Regions from separate parts of the Danio rerio genome. Here region 1 is linked to region 2. A link is a contact called in public Hi-C data. All regions are on one chromosome and are shown on one strand. The core of a region is the stretch at or near the end of the contact, and the rest is flanking DNA. Distances in the headings are between cores, read along the strand shown.

Region 1 (3,434 bases), core at 251-2,750, 140 kb after region 2:
AACAAAAGATATACAGTACAATTAAATCAGAATACAGTCTCTACAAACTATAGTTCATTTTTGAACAAGAAGGGAATTATGAATTAAATTTAAGTAGCCTATATAACAAACACATAAGAAATAAGGGGAAAACGAGAGGGCACATAAAGGAAATACATATCCACAAATAGGGTTATTTTGGATAATGAAAGCATTTTTAAAAAAGCACTTTAATCCAAGAAGATTAAACAAAAGACCAAAATAAATGAGTTAACACTTTAAATAGAAATTTCCCAGAAAGAGCAAGGTACATCAATGTCACGTTTAAAATTTCTGCATAAATGGCTTGACAAGAAATAAAAAAATTTAGATTCATATATTTAATTTAAAAAAAACTTTATTTGTTAAGAAAGCTTTATAGGGGTGTCAGGATCAATGATGATAATTATTTTATTACAAGTATGTATGACTTATTTAAGCTAATATTAAAGTTATTTACCAAACTATGTCATTTTAATCGTTTATAGAGCTGAATACAGCAGTCTGTAAAAAGGCAGAAAAAACCTATGCAAACAGTCTAGTCATTATGAACAAATTATTTAACAAAAGATTATTTCTGTAAAATATTTGTAGTCTTTTAATAAGCATGACGTGTACAAGATAGAGATAGCATAAAAAGTTAATTGTTTGTTTTGAAATTTGTAAGACGGAATTTGTTCAATAAATAAAAACACGAAAAGCATGTGGTTGTTGTCATGCGGTGAACTCAGCCAATCGTGTAATATCAGTGTCATCATTGCAGCTTCCGCAGTCGCTCTTCTGATGCTGAAATTTTTATTTACTATAGGATATTTTTAATACTCACTTGGATGCTTGTATTAAATAGAATAGTACTTTTCCATCAACTGAGTGCTCAGTTTAGTTTTGTGACAACCTAATTGTTTTAAATTCAACCAACTTAAACTTGTAAAAAAAAAAAAAAGAAAAGAAAATAAATAAGCTTACATATTTCCTTAATGTTGTCCCAACACAAAGCAATTGTGTGAAACCCTGTATTTTTTACAATGTACTAAATATTTAATAGATTCTACAGTTACTCTTAGTTATACAGGTATTAGTACTAGAATCTAATATATTTTGTCATTTTTACTATGAACAATTCTTATATTATTTCTTTAGTTACTACTAGTCACTAATAAAAATAAGTACTAGTATCTCTCCGACCACAAAAGCACTTACTAATAGAAAGATGGTCTGTGTGTTATTTCTTTAGCTAATGTTAGTCACTCATGAAATAAGTAATAGTATTTATTTAATATGTAGTATAAGTACTAGTACAAAAAAGCTATTAGTAACTAAATAATAAGCACTTGTATATTAAAAATCAACACTGTTAGTTAATAAATAAGTACTAGAATTTAATAAAAGCCATAAAGTCTCTGAAATAGATAGATAGTACACTGACTTATATTAAATGTTAAAATGGCCTGCCAGTCGTGCACTGCCCTCTGGTGGTTTGTTTCTTGTCAGTGTGTATTTTTTCCCAGTGTGACCCCATTTCCTCTTCTTTTCTCACCACACAGTCAGCATACAGTGAGAGAAGCGAGGCCAGACAGCTTAACTGGAGCCAGATCGTTGTAGTAAATCAGTGGTCTGCATCAGAGGGACAGAGCCATCATGCTGAGTAAATTATGGAGACAGTGATGGTTGATGATGATAATGCAGTGTAGGATCTAATCTGCACCATGTCTTTCTGGAGATTGGATGCATCATGTTACTTTAGTAAGGGGTTTTATTATTATACTGTATTATTCATTTCATTCTTGCAGATCAAACCTATGTATTTTGCTTTTGGTTACGTACATTTACGAAATATAAAACTGAAGAAACCACTACTGATTTGGTGAATGGAAGGTATTGGGATATCGGCAGTAGGGGTGTCAAATGTCAAAACAGCCATTCAAAAGTTATAACATTATTCTGGACCAAATCATGACAGTTTAGAAAGGATCTAGATATTATATTTGTGTCCTTTTGCAGTTTAATCAGTTTGAAATTTGCACCCGCTTCGAATGTTATCACTCGATTGGATTGGGGTTATCAGTGGTTATCAGCTAATATGGGCCAGAAGAAGCCTTCTGCGCCTACTGGCTGTTATCATTTATCTACATGGTTAATCAGCTATACTTATAGAGAAGACTCCAGATCCAGATCTGTTTTTACATTACTGTGCTGGTTGAGGTAGGGGTAGATGTTAATAAAATTTAATTAATGGGAAATTTAATAAAAAAATATAATTCTATAATTAACGTATGTGATCTATAGCTGACTAACCATGTGGATGAATAATAACAGGCTTCTGAGCCTACCATTACTTACTTACTGGCCCATATCAGCTGATAACCACTGATAACACCAATTCAATCAAGTGATAACATTCAAATCAGCTGGAAATTTGCTATTAAGAGCACTGTTGGTTTATATTTTTAACCCGCTCTTGTAATTAAATGTAGAAATAAATTCTTTATTAATTATCATGACATGGAAATATAACATCACACAGTAAAAATGCATTTTATGTTTTACACAAACCCTTCATGTTGTCCTAACACAAATTAAGCTAACCATTTTAACAAATTAGGGTGGATTGAACATTAATCAATGAAGTTGTCCAAAAAAACCTTAAGAATTGTATTTTGTAAACTCATTTTAAATAAATAGTTTATAGCAGCAATTTTTTGAGTGCATGTTTATTAAGTATCTTTAAAAATATATAAAAGCATTATATCCCTTGCTGAAAAACACTAGCACAGAATTGAGAAGCTTGTCACATTTTTATTTATTGTGTTTGAATTGGTTATTTAAAATTTCTAAAATATTTATTTTACTTTACTTTTTGCAGGTTTTGTTGCAGTGTTGCAGTATCACGCTGGTACAAACAACTGACATTTTAGCACTGACATTTAGAAAATAATTCATATCTAAAATATATAATTTAGTTAGCCTGCAGTGCTTCCCACTGGTTTGAAATATATTAGTGGTGGTAGCCGGATTGAAAAATACTTTTTACCCACATCACATAAATAGTTAACTATATGTGACAAACAAAACATAATTCGATTTTTAGCAATGTTTTAATTTGTTATGAAATTGTTAAACACGTTTTCTTTTTAATAGGTTAAAGTAAAAAAGAAAGAAATCCACAATTTTATGCTATTCAGAAGCCATGTGCACCAACTGGCGGGTAAAATCTGCTTCTCTCTAACATTATCTCTCATTCAACTTTAGGATGCTTTATTAGCATGACATTTTGTAAAGTACTTCCAAACCATTTTAGATGAACTCTAAAATTTCTTATAATTACCAGTAAAAAATTTGCAGATTATTTAGGAAAAGAAATAGATTTTTTGACACATTATTAAGGTCTCTGCAGAGCATGTGAGACTGTCTGTATT
Region 2 (3,253 bases), core at 321-2,820:
CTACTTTTGCTATATTGCACAGAAAAGGCAATTAGTTTCCCCAGTGTTTACAAGCAATACACAGTAAGTTAAAGCTGAAACTACACCATCTATGCTCAAAACGAGGGCTGCAAAATAAGCTTGGTTGAGAACATTCTGCTTAAAACACATTCAGACGTGAAATAAATAATAAATACTCACATATTTTAGAGAAAGAAATACTGACGATGAAGGAAATCAGTAGTGTCGCTTTCACTTGAAATGATAGAGAGAGCTAACTAGTATTATTTGAGATCCATTTAATTGGTTTTCAGCGGTTTTAGGTGTTCCTGACTCTCCTACCGTGATGCGGTATGACCATAATAAAACTGCTCATCAGGTCGAAAGCCATAAGCTGTGGCGGGACGTGCTGAATTCACGCCGGTCTGTCCATAACCGTCTGTCAAAGAACTGGAGGGAAAGAGAAACGGACAGCTGTCAAAACCATAAACCATGTTCAAACCTAATTCATTAAAAATGGCTTGTAAAAAGGTAAGATAAATGCTGCAGGCATCACAAGGTGGCGCTCTGATTCTGCAAACCAGATGAAAACAAACTGCCTCAAAACTACACACCAAAATAAATGAACATTTTCACACCAGAGTTGGTTACAAATGAATTACAATTACTTAATTACATTTAAAAACCAAGAGAGTTAAATTAATTAATTAATACAAATGGGCAAATTGATAAATATTGTGTATTACATTACTTTAAAATTTATTTATTTTTAACAATATGATGTGATGTATTATATAATGCATGATATACTGCGAGGCACTCCCCATGTCACATTTTTTCCAAATAAATTAATTCCAGAAAAAATCTATTGTGATTAATCACATCCAAAATAAAATAAAATAAAAACATTTGTTTTGACAAAATTTAAATGTGTGTACTGTGTATATTTTATATTGTATATATAAATACACACATCCATGCATATATTTGAAAAAAAAATTTTAATTTAAATATAAAATGTATGTGTATTTGATGCAAATGATGTATAAATTGAAATAACTATGTAACAAAATTGTTTTGTATAGTTTTGTTTTTATAATATAAACATAATATAAATACAATTCTTCAATATAAATATATATAAAACACAAACAAATATATTATGTCAAAACAAACTTTATTTTGTATGTGATTAATCCTGATTATTTTTGTCTAGCACAAGTGTTCACCAATTAAAAGGTTTCAACATTTATAACCATGAAAAGGATATATTAAATAACATATGTTGTTATATTCATCACGGTGAAAAAGCAATTGGAACATGCCACATATTTAGTTTGTATAACAATCAGTCAATCGATCAATAAATAAATAAATAGAATTGTATGTAATATCTTGATGCAATTGGCCAATGGGATCATGTCACACGAGCTGAAATAGATAAACTAGTATAATCCGCCTCTTAATTAACAACACACACTCATAACTGTGGCCTGTCCTCTTAAAATATGAGTTGTTTGCTTTACCCCTTCCAGCTCCCATAATGCTGTGTTGTTTTTAGACCAAATCATTTCCAGCGATCGGTTTCATGTGTTTCTCCCGCCCTCTCCGGGCAGCAAGCCTGTCTTTGCTCTCTGAGGAACATCACTGCCCGTCTGGGGAAATTTCAGACTCTGTTAAAAGGCTTGAGGAGAAAAGGCTGGATGTCGGAGAGTTTGGGTGAAACCGAAGCTTGTAACTAACATAGTATGTTGAAAAGATTTGATGGGGTTGTAGGTTAGGTGATCAATCCAAAGAGTGTCCAGGTAAGAGACGAGCCTTAAAAAATGTGTTTGTGTTACAGTACAATGATCGTCATAGTGAATCATTCATTCAAAAGGGATGCAGTCATCCTTTCTAGGAAAACTAAAAATGTGAAGTCTTCTTTCGGTTATACAAAATATGACGTTTCTATTTCTATTTTTTTTGTATCTATGTTGTTTATTTGTCTAATAGTTTAACCTAAAACAAAGTAATTAGTGATAGAAGTAATGTTTGGCTTTCTACATTGTCATTATTTTTACACTTGAAAAACCAAACAGCACGTTTGGTGATAATCTGAAGATCTGAGGCTGGATGGAAATAAGATGCCCAAGTCTGGCCCCAGTTGCCCTTGACAGTTAACACTGAGGTGAGACTGTGTAAAAAAAACGCCGGAAACTTCTAAACAGGAAAGAATCAAAGTTGCCCTTCCTTTGGTGACTAAATAGTGAAAAGAAATTGTTCACCATTGTGCATATACAGTATGTTATTAGTAGGGTCATACAGAATTTGTGACCATTTTTTGCTATTTCTGCAGAGAATTTTGTAAAAAAATCTGCGGATTTATATGGAAGGATTTTAGAAGTATCATTACTAAAAATTTAATATATATAATATATTTCATTTACAATCATCATTTACAATGCAAATCCAATTAGATCCACATATTTTCTAAACAAAGCAAGTCTTTTGTATAATATATCTACTAAAAGACAGAAAATATTACTTTACAAACTGTATTGTGAATAAATCATAAAAAGCTTTTAAAATTACTCTTATTATATCACAATAATATTAGTGAGATGAATTAAAAAAGTGAATAAATATACATTTAAAATTGTATAATTTGTATAATTGTATAATATAAATTGTAAACATGTACATATATCAACCCATGTGTTATCTGCCAAAATGATGCTCGAGGTTTTCTCAGAGCTGCCTTTAATTATTTAGCCATTTGTTCTATTACTTTAAACCAACTGGTCTGCATTAGTGAATATATAAAGTCAGCTCCCCATAAGTTCACCCAGGTGTCCCGGCAGAGCAACCACAGGTGTAGTTCATCACATTAACTGAGGACTTGTTACATAACATTTGTCAACAGAAAGTATCCAAAGAAAAGTCAAATAAACAAATGACACCTGGTTCAATGCTCTTTAAAGCAATGAGATATAAATATTTTCTCTGACTTAAGTGTTTAAGAACTTTTTTATGGCAACTGCGCAATTTGTGCTATAAATAATGTTTACGTAATCGTAGTTTTAAATTGATTTATTTTCCTTTAACATATATTATTAATTACCTCAACGTGACTTTTGTATAATTATATGTATTTTATTTCCTTAAATGCAGCCAAGAATTTGTGTTTTTCAACCTCTTTATGAGTTCTTTATGAGCTAAATGAAAGATTGCTTTTTGTGAATCTATAAATACAAGCAATTCTATTTAAGGGCTTTTAAAAGAGCTGTTCCCA

Evidence for each region. A called contact is a pair of places that touch in the nucleus more often than the background predicts.
Region 1: a contact with region 2 is called in a Hi-C map of embryo, with 2.1 times the contacts expected there. The contact joins two enhancer-like sites. A contact is called at or near these places in 1 of 18 Hi-C or Micro-C datasets (embryo) and 1 of 4 datasets of contacts at active chromatin or transcription factors (caudal fin).

Annotation. Positions count from the first base shown.
Region 1 is chr20:37,830,976-37,834,409 of GRCz12tu, forward strand. No RefSeq gene overlaps it. Among named protein-coding and RNA genes, the nearest start is that of pde4dip, 23 kb to the right of the region's middle. Within about 2 kb of position 1,501, at least 5 of the 62 cell types and tissues checked have an H3K27ac peak or open chromatin away from gene starts, as enhancers often do.
Region 2 is chr20:37,694,796-37,698,048 of GRCz12tu, forward strand. It overlaps kifap3a (kinesin-associated protein 3a), which reads right to left. Exons shown (of 20, transcript NM_001004644.1): 20 at 1-429. The coding sequence ends at 318. Among named protein-coding and RNA genes, the nearest start is that of swt1, 11 kb to the left of the region's middle. Within about 2 kb of position 1,571, at least 4 of the 62 cell types and tissues checked have an H3K27ac peak or open chromatin away from gene starts, as enhancers often do.